3 separate regions of the Sus scrofa genome follow, and all the other regions are linked to region 2. The links are chromatin contacts, called in public HiChIP or PLAC-seq maps. All regions are on one chromosome and are shown on one strand. The core of a region is the stretch at or near the end of the contact, and the rest is flanking DNA. Distances in the headings are between cores, read along the strand shown. Region 1 holds the start of IFIT1 (interferon-induced protein with tetratricopeptide repeats 1). Region 2 holds the start of IFIT2 (interferon induced protein with tetratricopeptide repeats 2). Region 3 holds the start of LOC100151816 (interferon-induced protein with tetratricopeptide repeats 5).

The links. HiChIP or PLAC-seq counts read pairs in DNA pulled down with a chosen protein or histone mark.
Region 1: an H3K27ac HiChIP or PLAC-seq map of skeletal muscle shows a contact between it and region 2. The contact joins the promoter of IFIT1 here to the promoter of IFIT2 in region 2. A contact is called at or near these places in 1 of 5 promoter capture datasets (liver), 22 of 47 Hi-C or Micro-C datasets (adipose tissue, blood, embryonic fibroblasts and 9 more) and 2 of 2 datasets of contacts at active chromatin or transcription factors (alveolar macrophages and skeletal muscle).
Region 3: an H3K27ac HiChIP or PLAC-seq map of alveolar macrophages shows a contact between it and region 2. The contact joins the promoter of LOC100151816 here to the promoter of IFIT2 in region 2. A contact is called at or near these places in 2 of 5 promoter capture datasets (fetal liver and liver), 25 of 47 Hi-C or Micro-C datasets (adipocytes, adipose tissue, blood and 14 more) and 2 of 2 datasets of contacts at active chromatin or transcription factors (alveolar macrophages and skeletal muscle).

Annotation. Positions count from the first base shown.
Region 1 is chr14:101,235,809-101,239,813 of Sscrofa11.1, forward strand. It overlaps IFIT1 (interferon-induced protein with tetratricopeptide repeats 1), which reads left to right and starts at 1,595. Exons shown (of 2, transcript NM_001244363.1): 1 at 1,595-1,812. The coding sequence starts at 1,808. It also overlaps a transcript of LIPA not described here.
Region 2 is chr14:101,192,190-101,195,894 of Sscrofa11.1, forward strand. IFIT2 (interferon induced protein with tetratricopeptide repeats 2) reads left to right here and starts at 1,409. Exons shown (of 2, transcript NM_001315658.1): 1 at 1,409-1,428. The coding sequence starts at 1,409. It also overlaps a transcript of LIPA not described here.
Region 3 is chr14:101,252,604-101,256,403 of Sscrofa11.1, forward strand. LOC100151816 (interferon-induced protein with tetratricopeptide repeats 5) reads left to right here and starts at 2,215. Exons shown (of 2, transcript NM_001315572.1): 1 at 2,215-2,235. The coding sequence starts at 2,231. It also overlaps a transcript of LIPA not described here.

The DNA of each region.
Region 1 (4,005 bases), core at 345-2,844, 44 kb after region 2:
GTTTTTGCAATTCTGTAAACACCCCTCAATTTGGTCCCAGGTCCACAGTCATGGGCAGTGTGGGCTTATGCAACTCAGTACTCACCTGGAAACCCTAGATACTGCTTACCCCTTGACTCCTCATGTTGAAGCTATGGACAGAAGGCACCATCAGAACTTTCCATCTCTTATCTCAAATGCCCTATTTCTCTCATCTCAACCACTGGATATTATTCTCTGTGAATAAGCTTCGTCTGTTTTTATTATTGCCAGACCCCATGGAAAAACACAGATGACAGTGGTAGCCAAATATATATGTTTCAGGCTCAACAGTTGCCAGGAAGCAAGTCTAACAGTCTCCTCTCAATAAGGGGGAGGGGGCTTTCCAATAATTAAATTAACCATGGGGGTTCTCTTCATGGCTCAGCAGTAATGAACCTGACTGGTATCCATGAGGACTCGGGTTTGATCCCTGGCCTCACTCAGTGGGTTAAGGATCTCACCACTGCCGTGAGCTGTGGTGTAGGTCACAGATGCAGCTCGGATGCTGCATTGCTGTGGCTGTGGCGTAGGCTGGCGGGGCAGCTCCAATTTGACCCCTAGCCTGGGAATCTCTATATGCCGCGGGTGTGGCCCTAAAAAGCAAACAAACAAATAAATAAATAATTTAACCATGATTGGGGAGAAATTTGCTTTGTAAAAGCTGCTGGAAATCACCACTTTATTACATGCATCGGGAGAGTGGGGCAATTTCCAACACAAAGTATGGAAAACAAGAGCTTGGCAGACACCAACAACAGCTTGGCAGATCAGTAACAGGAGCCTAATCTATACCCAGGACCTTAGTCTCATCTCTTATTCTTCTCAACCTCTTACCACAAGTACCATGACTACACAATACAGACCAGGTTGAGGTAGGCCAAACCTGGATGCCATGGGCACCAAAAGGACAACACTTCTGCACAGGTATAATAATCACATCTAGTGAATAAGAACACTTTAGATGACTATAATAGAGACTGTTAAAATATTTAAGTTTAGAGAAAATATTTTGTAAATAAAATATTAAAATATTTTAAAAAGGAAATATTTTCATTAAGTCCTATCATGTTTTGTTTGAAGTCTTAGAATGCTAGCACTTACATTTTCTTTGTTCCTATGAATAAAGAAGAGATTATAGGATTTTTACTATCACAGACCATTCTCCAGAAAGAAGGGTATGCAAAGGCACAAAATAATTAGCAAGACACAACCTCCCAGAAACAAATTTGGGTTAAGACACCAGTTTAGTGATTTGCAGAATTTTAATACCATAAAAAGAACAATTTTTCTTTCCAGATGAGCAAACAAAGGCACAGATTGGGGGCATGACCTTGGCAAGTTCACATAGCCAAGTTTTACAGGTGTCCCTGGCTGCAGGTTCCATAGACTCCACATTACTGGCACCTCTTGGCTCTCAGGTTCCTACAAGGCCTTAATGACCTTGAGAGCAGAATTAGCATATCAATTAAATTGCTTTCCACCAGCCTCTTCTAAATCAGCTTTCAAAACAGCAAAGGAAGCAATGCCTGTTAAGTTTCGTTTTTCACAACACTGCCTACTTTAATTTCACTTTCTACTTTCAGTTTTCATCTTGGTTTTCAATTTATCTTTGCAACAACACACCCACAGATTACATCACTAGCTCTTGTTTACCCCACTTATACGTACAGCCCTGCTCTAGGGCTTAAATTTATCTGGAAATCCACAAGACAGACTAGACAGATCACAGAGGAGCCCATCCAGCTAAACCAAACACCGCAGAACTGCTGCCTGACTCACAGCAACCATGAGGTAAGGATTTCTCTGCTTCTCTGTCTTTCGGTGTAAAGTTTTTTTAAAAATGTTAATCATACTATTTCAACAGATTTAGTTTCAGCGATATCATTTCCATACTCTTCTATTTGATCATCTTCTTTAGACTGAGTGTGTGTGTGTGCTCATGCACATTCATACACATACATAAACTGTCTTACTAATTCAGACATTTTTACTTTTGTTAGCATTGCCCTGAGGAAGCTTACCTCATGTTAAAGCCCAAAGAAGGGCAGGGAAGTAGGAAGAAAGAAATGGGAGAAAAGGATTCCAATCTCTGAAATAATTTTCTACCAACCTCACTTCTGTCTGACCTAGGAGGATGGACAATTTCCTAGATAGAGATATTTGTTTTCCAGCTCCCCACCAGGAGGGAAAGTAGGACCCACACAGCTGTGTGAGCCACAGTTGTGGGGTCTCTCAGATGTCTTGAGGGAAATACTGTGGGGGGATGAATAGGACAAGCTCACTGCTTAGAGAACAAGACCTTTCTCTGCCAGCTTCCAGTTTCATGATCTGCACTGACACAGGTTCCTACGTCAGGTCTTGTCAATCTGTCTGGATGTAATTTTATATATACACACACACACGCACACATATATATGCACATATATATGCATATATACGTACACATAATTTGTAGAACTTCTAGTCAGGGTAGTAATATGATTTTTACTGTGATTAAATTACATGTAAGATAAAATTTACTACTTTATTTTTAAGTATATAATTTTGTGATATTTAGTGCACTTGCAACGTTGTGCAACCATCACCGCTATCTATCTTAAGAACATTTCATCACACTGAGAGGAAATCCCATACCCTTAAGTAGTCACTTCCTACTCATCCTTCATCCCTGGTCCTGGCAACCATTAATCTGCTTTCTGTCTCTATGGATCTGCCTGTTGAGGATATTTCATATATATGGAAGCATATAACACATGGCTTTTGTGACTGGCTTATGACACAGCCACAGATACTGTAGCTTTGTAGCAAGTTTCTAAATCAGAAAGTGTGAAACCTTCAACTTTGTACTTTTTCAAGATCATTTTAGCTATATAAGATCCCCTGAGATTCCATATGAATTTTCAGATGGCTTTTTCTACTTCTGCTAAAAAAAAAAAAAAAAAAGAAAGAAAGAAAGAAAGAAGAAAAAAAAAAGAAAGTCATTTGATTTTGATAGGGATTGCATTGGATCTGTAGATTGCTTTGGATGATACTAACATCTAAACAATATTGTCTTCCACCCCACGAACACAGGATGCTTTTCCCTTTATTCGTGTCTTTTTAAATTTCTTTCAGCAATGTTTTGTACTTTTCAGTGCACAGGTCTTTCACCTTCTTGGTTAAGTTTATTAAGTCTTTTATTCTTTCTGATACTATAGCAAATAGAATTGTTTTCTCAATTTCCTTTTTAGATTGTTCACTGTTAGTGTATGAAAAACAGAACTGATTTTTGTGTGTTGATTTTGTATACCACAATTTTGCTGAAATTAGTTCTAACAGTTTTTTTGCGTGAAACTTTAGGATTTTCTATCACAAAACCATATTGCCTGTGAACAGAGATAATTTTACTTCTTCTTTTTCAATTTAAATATATTTTATTTCCTTTTCTTGACTAACTGCCCTGGCTAGAAAAGAAAGAACTACGTTGAATAGAAAAGCAAGCACCCTTGCCCACCTCCTGATCTTAGAGAAGAAGTTTTCAATCTCTTGCCATTGAGCATGAACCAAACTATGGACTTTCAATAGATGGACTTTAGTACCTTCAGGTAGTTTCCTTCTATTCTAGTTTATTGAGTGTTTTTTTTTTTAAACATTAAACATTTTAAATTTTGCCAGATGCTTTCTATATCCATTGAGATAAGAATGTAAGGGGTTTTCCCTTCTTTTCTTAATATGATATATTAAATTGGTTGATTTTCATACACTGACCATTCTTGCATTCCAGGAAAAAAAATCCCACTTGGTCATGGCATATATTCCTTTTAATACGCTGTTAAATTTGGTGTGCTAGTATTTTGTTGAAGATTTTATATCACTATTCATAAGAGAAACTGGCCTATAGTTTAACTTTTTTATTTTTTAATTTTATTAATTAATTTATTATTATTATTATTTCTAATAGTTATTTCCCCAATACAATTTTTGTTCTACTGTACAATAGTTTGT
Region 2 (3,705 bases), core at 159-2,658:
GTGACCAGGCTCTCTCTCTCTCTGTGCTCCCCAGCCAGAACCTTTATTAACAAAATTTAAACATTTCTAACCAATAGTCTTATTGAGTGAGTGTGCATTCCCCAAAACAAAACAAATCCCACAGTGTTCTAGTTTCCTATTTCAACACTTCTTGTACACCTAACTTGCATTTCTATAAATACATCAGAGAACTTGTACATAGAACCTGTAAAAATCCATGATAAATAATGCTTTTCCCAACACTGAATAATTTGCCTTAGAAACTCACTTTTACAGAGACTATGTTTAGCCTACACTCTGTGTAATTTCTTGACCTCCAAGACACCTGGTGTGGTTACTTCTTCTCTCTTGCATCTATGCATATCACAATCCCCTTGTGATTAAGGATATAAATAAGGATAAGGCAAATTTCCTCTATCAAACAAACCACTATGGCTGCAGATGGTGGTGTGCAGATGCTAAATCCCAAGGTGACCCACGGGAATTTAAGAAGTTGAGCTCAGGGAAGCCAAGAATGTGTAGAGATGTTAGGAATGTTTGGCTTAGGTTAGCGATCATGAGAGATTGTGGAATGTCAACCAAAGTTCTGAAAGAGGCAAATATCACAAGCAAACCTTCTGGCCCCCTTGTGTTAATGACTTTAGTCACTAATTATTATAAAAACTAACTTTTTAACTATGTTCTGGGCATTATTCTAATGGCATTTCATGTATTAACCCCTTTGATCCTCACAACACCACATACATAGTGGTAGGATTCCCATTTCACAGAATAAACTAAAGCAGGGAGACCTTCAGTAATTTCTAGTGTCACAGCATATAAACGGAGCCTGGTTTCAAATCCAGATTGATTGGCATCAGAGTCCATGGTTCTAATCATGTATGTATTCATTCAACGACTTTTTGAATGCCTATCATGTGCCAAGTATTATTATTGCGGGGACTGGAAATTCAGCAGTAAGTGAAACAGATGAAAACCCCCTGCTGTGTAGAAGTTATATAACTGCTCCTCACAGGTGCCTGCAGGTCACCTTGGTGGTAAGGGTGGACAGAGTAAAGATGGGTTAACATTGCAATAATGAGGCAGAGTGCTTAGTAAAAGTATCCTTCTTCCAGTTGGGCTCCCTTGATGGCAGAGGAAATTCACAAAGAAATTCTAACTCACTGCAGGGGGTGGGGGAGGAGGGTAACCCATGGGCTTGGCTCTTATTCAGCTCTTACTAAGATTCATTTCCTCTTAGAGTACTGCCAATTCACTTTCCAGTTTCAATTTCTCTTTCCTAAAGCCTGTTTAGGCAAAGAAATCAGGTGCTGCTTCCATATATAGGTCTCTTTAATATTTACTTGGGACAGAGGAGGATTTCTGAAGAGCACAGTAGCTGGAACTGCAGCCTTTCAGAACAGCTGAGATGTGCACAGCAATCATGAGGTAAGACTCTCCTCTGATTGTGCTGAAAATGTCTAATCAAGATTGTCGGGGAAAGCAAGACCTAAATAGTCATGTACCTAAAAGGCAAGTTTCTGAATTGTTCTGCTTTAGTGTTTATTTGTAGCCTTACAATGCATCTATCTCTGTAGGTGGTTTATTTGTCTTTTTGTTGGCTTGTTTACTCCTAAGTTATGTCCTGCCTCACACAGTCAAGCTTCCTACCGAGACATCTCTCACCAGGAAGCTGAGCACGGAGGTCGTCAGAGAAGAGTGAGACAGGAAAGCAGAGAGCAGAGAGATGTTTTATCAGGCAGGTGCTTTATTTAAAAATGGGACTGGGGGAATTGCTCCTGTAGACTGTCTCTCCTTTGTTTCTTATTTGAAAGGAGTAAGTGAGGGGCTTTTTAACAACATTATTACTCAATAAAGGATCTCTTTTTAGCAAGTACTGTTAAAAGTGTACTCAGGATAGCAACCTCACCTCATGCTAAGGTGGGTTTTACTTTTAATGTGTTCATTCATCGCAGATTTGCATTAGGGTGATAAAATAACAGAAATATATTTCACCCCAAAATTCTACTCTTATCTTAAATATGAATTGGAGATGGAGGGCTTGGAGAAAATAATCCCCGCCTCTCATATCCCAGAAATAGAAGGTTTCCATGAGGAGGAAGTGTTAGCTCATTGAGTGAGAAGGGAGCTTTCTATTATCTTTTCTCCAGCTAAAGGGTATAGTGGTGAGCCTGGATGCCTAAGCCTCAGTCCTGGGAGCTCCAGAATCCAGGGGTACCAGCCTCACTACTTACTTCCTAGAGGAAGTATGATTATTTTTTCTGCCAGTCTGCACATCTGCCTGATAGGAAAAAAATAATAATAATTTGAGATATTTTCAGATGTCTGTTTCTATGGTAACTTAGAATCTTTAGGAAGCTTGTTCCTGTGTGTTAGAATTTTAGCAAGGCCTTCTCTTAGAATCTTTCCCACAATAATACAGACCCATCCAGTCCTTCTCATTTTCTCTTATTCTTTAGCTATAGGGATTGTCATCAGGTGTTGCCCTTGTGCTCAAAGACAGCGGTTTTCAAGTTTGAACACACATACAATCTACCCGGAGAGCTTGTTAAAGATAGATACTTGGGCTCAAATACCACTCCCCAGACCCCAAGATTCAGATATGGTATTCCTGGCTTGATATCAAAGGACATGCATTTCTACCAGGCTCCCCAGTAGTGCTGGTACTGTTCTAAGACCCTGTGGCAGGAGCATTGGCTCTGAGACTGCTAGAGAGTGTGACTGTGGCTTTCATCCAGATAAGAGGCAAGGGAAGAAATTGTTTTCTGTGTAAACATTTGGAATTTCTAGAGGTATCTAGTGTTGCTGGGATTCAGCCTCTGTCTGCTGGTGGCAAAGTGAAACACAGAGACAGAGTTTGGGGTAAAGGAAAAAAAAAATAGCTTTATTGCTTTGCCAGGCAAAGGAGGGTCACAGCAGGTTAATGCCTTAAAGACTGTGCACCCCCCTCCCCCTTTAGAAAGAATTGTGAGGAGTTCCCGTCGTGGCGCAGTGGTTAACGAATTCGACTAGGAACCATGAGGTTGCGGGTTCGATCCCTGGCCTTGCTCAGTGGGTTAACGATCCGGCGTTGCCATGAGCTGTGGTGTAGGCTGCAGACGCGGCTCGGATCCCATGTTGCTGTGGCTCAGGCGTAGGCCAGTGACTACAGCTCCGACTCGACCCCTAGCCTGGGAACCTCCATATGCCGCGGGAGCGGCCCAAAGAAATAGCAAAAAAAAAAAAAAAAAGAAAGAATTGTGAGGAGTTTTATAGTAAAAAGGAGAAAAACAGGTTTTCAGACAGGAATCAGGATTGGGACAAACATGCATTCTTCCTTCTTTGGGGGAAGCTTATCGAAGCTGAAGTCAGGAGACGATCATGATGGTGGTCTCCTGGGTAATTGCCTAGAATAACAATACTTGCAAAAAGGGCATATTGATCAGAGAGCAGAACAAACTAGGAACGTTCCTGAAACACCATGTGCTGATAATCTTCAACCCACAGGCAATTATGCTCAGGGTGCCTAATCTTTAGCTTATGGGTGATTGTGTTTAGGGTGCAATTAAGCCAGGGAGAAGAACAAGGAAGGACTCTAAGCCGTTCAGTTTTAACGTATTCATTTCTAAAAGAAGCATAAGGAATACCACTCTTCTCTTAGGTGTTTAAGATGCCTTTATTATTATGTGTATTTCTTGAGAGGGAACCAGGATCCTGCCCAAGGGT
Region 3 (3,800 bases), core at 965-3,464, 61 kb after region 2:
ATAACCAGGATTTTGTCCCTTTGATTTTTACCATTGATTGTTTAGTTGCGGTCCATCCAAATCATAATAAGCAAAGACTATCTCTTGGCCCAGATACAGCTAAAAGAAAGGAAAGGAAAGAAGTAGGAACAAGGAAGAAAAAAACATGATTGATATACTGCAAATGTTTCCAAATAGAGCTCTATTAAATTGTTCTACATCTGTAGGAAGGGGGGAATTCTGAGCTTTTTTCCTACCACCAAATAAACCATTCAGTACTTTTTCTAAAATGCGGTTTCCTACTTAAACATTACAATAGCGTCTAGGCCTACCACAGCCACATTACCTCTCCAACCTCATGACTTTTTTCCCTGCTCTCTCCACTCCAACTACACCATCTATGCATGCCAAGTATGCTTCCACCTCCAGGCCTTTGCACTTAACTGCTTCCCTGCTTGGAACCCTTTTCCTAGCCCCACATCCACAGTGCTCACTCCTTCATCCCCTTCAGATCTTTGCTCAATGGCCACATTTTCAGTGAAACCTTCCCTCACCAAAAAATTTAAAACACAAAACACACTGCACTCCAAACTTCTCTCTGCTTTTTCTCCATAGTGCCATCTGACAAAATGTTTTATTCATTCTTTTCTTTTTTTCTTTTTTCTTTTCAGGGCCACACCTGAAGCATGTGGAAGGTCCCAGGCTAGGTATCAAATTGGAGCTACAGCTGCCAGCCTACACCACAGCCACAGCCACTCAAGATCTGAGGCTCATCTGCAACCAACACCACAGCACATGGCAACACTGGATCCTTAACCCAATGAGCAAGGCCAAGGATCGAACCTTCATCCTCATGGATACTAGTCGGGTTTGTTTGCCCGGCGCCACAATAGGAACTCCCTTTATCTTTACTTCTCACACTAGAAATTAATTCCAAACAAGAGAATAATAAAGTCCCAAATGCACAACTAACGCCAGTTCTGTACCTAAATGTTAGCCACATTTAACATGATTCTCGAGGAGCAGAAACTGACTTGACCTACAAGCCATTTTTTCTAGCAAAACTGAATGAAAAATCAAAGTCAGTGTTTCTTAATTAACCAAATAGTAAAAACTATATATCGTTGCCCATTCATTTAAAAATCAAAGTCACTAAATGGTAAAAAAAAAAAAAAAAAAGTGGTAATAAGTGTCTTTTTGATGATGAATACTTTTTCTCAAGGTTTGAGAGTTGTCTTCGCCCTCTGCATAACCAGAAACAAGATGCAGAAGACAGAAGGCAGGACTTGTCGCTTGTCTGTTTTATTCATTGCTGTATTGACAGGACCTTGAACAATGTCTGGCTCTTAGCAGTTGTTTAATAAAACTTGAATGAATGACTGAATTTGAAAGGGACAAAAATTTTAGTGTATGGGCATTTGATACTTTCTACTTAGATTCCTAATACCACCCCATCTTTACTGGGACCTTATTATAGAAACACAGTTGGCAAGGACATGGAAGGCAAAGGAACTTTCACACAATTTTGGGTGGGGGTGCAGAAATGTCTTCACAAAGCTTTTCAGCAATGGCTACTAAAACTCTGAATGCTTACACATTTTGATCCCACAATTTCTCTAGATTTACCCAATAGAAATTATGGCTCAAGTGCACAGCATTGCACCTATGTTTGCTGAATCAAGATTTCAGTTCAGCTTAGGATGCACAAAGCTGTCAAGAGCATCGCCGTTCCCCAACAAAAATAACGCTTAACAATCTCCATTTTAGGTAAAACACCTCCCCCCCCAAAAAAAAAAACATAAAACAAAACAAAAAAAAACGTTATCGAGAGACACGCGAATTTAATGAGGCAGGTAGGAGCGAAGAGAGAAGTCCTAAAGCCCAGCTGCAAATTTCACCCTGGATGAACTCCACCCCGTCGCGCGCTGCGCAAACCTCTTGCCTCGGTTCCTCAGCCCGGTCGGGGGCCCCCCCAACTCAGCGCTTCCAGAACTTTCTGTTTCCCAAGCTGGACTCCGCCTGTCCGGGGATCAGATTCACTTTCTAGTTTCCTTTTCCCGCTCGGTCCGCGGTTGACAATGACTGCAGCCTAAGAGCGGAGGTAGCGCCGCGGTCCCCTCATGACCACGCGCACGCGTACAGCACGAGCACGCGCCCGCGAGCCCGCCGCTCGGCCGCGCAGGAACCGAGTGCTGAGGAGAAAGCCCGAGGGGACCGGCGCCTTCCTGCACGGCCGCGGAACCCAACCATCATGAGGTAAGGGCTTCTCCCCTCTTTTCCTCCCCAGCAACTTGTGGCCTTTGTTTCCCACCCGTGTTTCTCTTATTCCATTTGCAACGCTGCGCTGCGGCCCTGGAATGGGCTCGGAGCCCCTTGAGCCCGGCGGGCGGACGTCTGCGTTGGGGATGCTCCCGGGCAGCCCCGTCCTGGTCGGGGCGGCCGAGGGCGGGCCTCCCCGGGAGCTTGGCCGAGCGGACCCTACCCGTGAGTCCCGGGCGTCTGTAGTCCGGACCGTTGGCCCCGGGTGGGGGGTGGGGGGCAGGCGACGCGCCTCTTGGGCCTCTTACCTCCCTGGGGCTCCCGTCGCCGCGGTCCCCGGGCGGGTGCGGTTGGCCTCGGCGTGGCCGGGTCCCCGCAGGCCTCAGCCCCCCGGCGTCACACGCGTCGGCTCCTGCCATTTTGCCTTTCTGATTCCTGGGTCAGACTTCTCCCCACTTCCTTTGTACCGCAGACGGATATTTCTTGTTTCACCCCATCCAACGTTTTCTGAGATTTTCTTGCTCAGAGGAAGATGGGGTGGGGTGGGGGGGACCTTGGCTCACCCGTTTTATTGGCTCCTGCCCTGCACCTGGGTAAGGAACCGTCCGCATTTAGGACGTTGAGGAGTGGAAGGCTCGGATCTTGGGCACCTGAAGCCAGTGGAGCCCTTTGTTCTAAATCCTGATTCTGACCACGTACTAGTTGGGTAACCCAAAGCAAAAGTTTCTTAAGCTCGGCGAGTCTGTTTCTTATCTGTGAAAGGTGATGGCTTCATCTCTTAGGAGTGTGAACAGGGTCCGTTGACTGCTTGGCACACGATATTTGCAAAAATGTTGCCTATCATTATATGTTTTTTAAAAATGTAATAAGTGCCTCACTTCTACCATTTTTAAGAAGGGAGGGAGGTGAGAGGTATCAGGAAGGGGCCTGAAGAGACAAGGAGGGAAAGTTAGGTGCACTGTCTATGTATGCAGGATGGGGTGGAAGAGGGGTGGACTCCACTGGGGACTAACTGTTCTCCCAAGGAAAATGAAAGACCGCTCCTTCCTGGCCAAAAAAAAAAAAAACAAAAAACGCCAAAACAAAACAAAACCCTCAAAGTCATCTGAAGATAAATGTTCCATCCTCAAACACAGTAGCCTCTCTCTGCTAGTTTCCCAGAGATAAAGTTAAAAAATTAAGTGGACAAAGCTTTTGAAAAAGTGAAACTTCCCATAGTATCCAGTTGTGCATAAATTCTACAGAGTGTGGGCATAGCACTTGAGTGGCTGACTGAATGTCCCTTGGAGATCTCACAACCAGGTTCCTAATGCCTGGGGCAGCCCTCCCTCCTCACTATCCTTGGGCAGAAGCAGATTTTACTCTATGGATGGGCAGAGGGCTGAGAAGCCCATATTGTCGTGGATCTGGCCAGGCTGTTAAGGGCATGGCATGTCTTGCCTTTGATTTTGGTGCCTTTACACCGGCGAAAGGAACAACTATCAAGGGACAGTTATAACTAGGTTTCCCAGTCAGGACTCTAGGAAATAGTTCAAAACCTATTTTCAGAATCTGTCAAAATC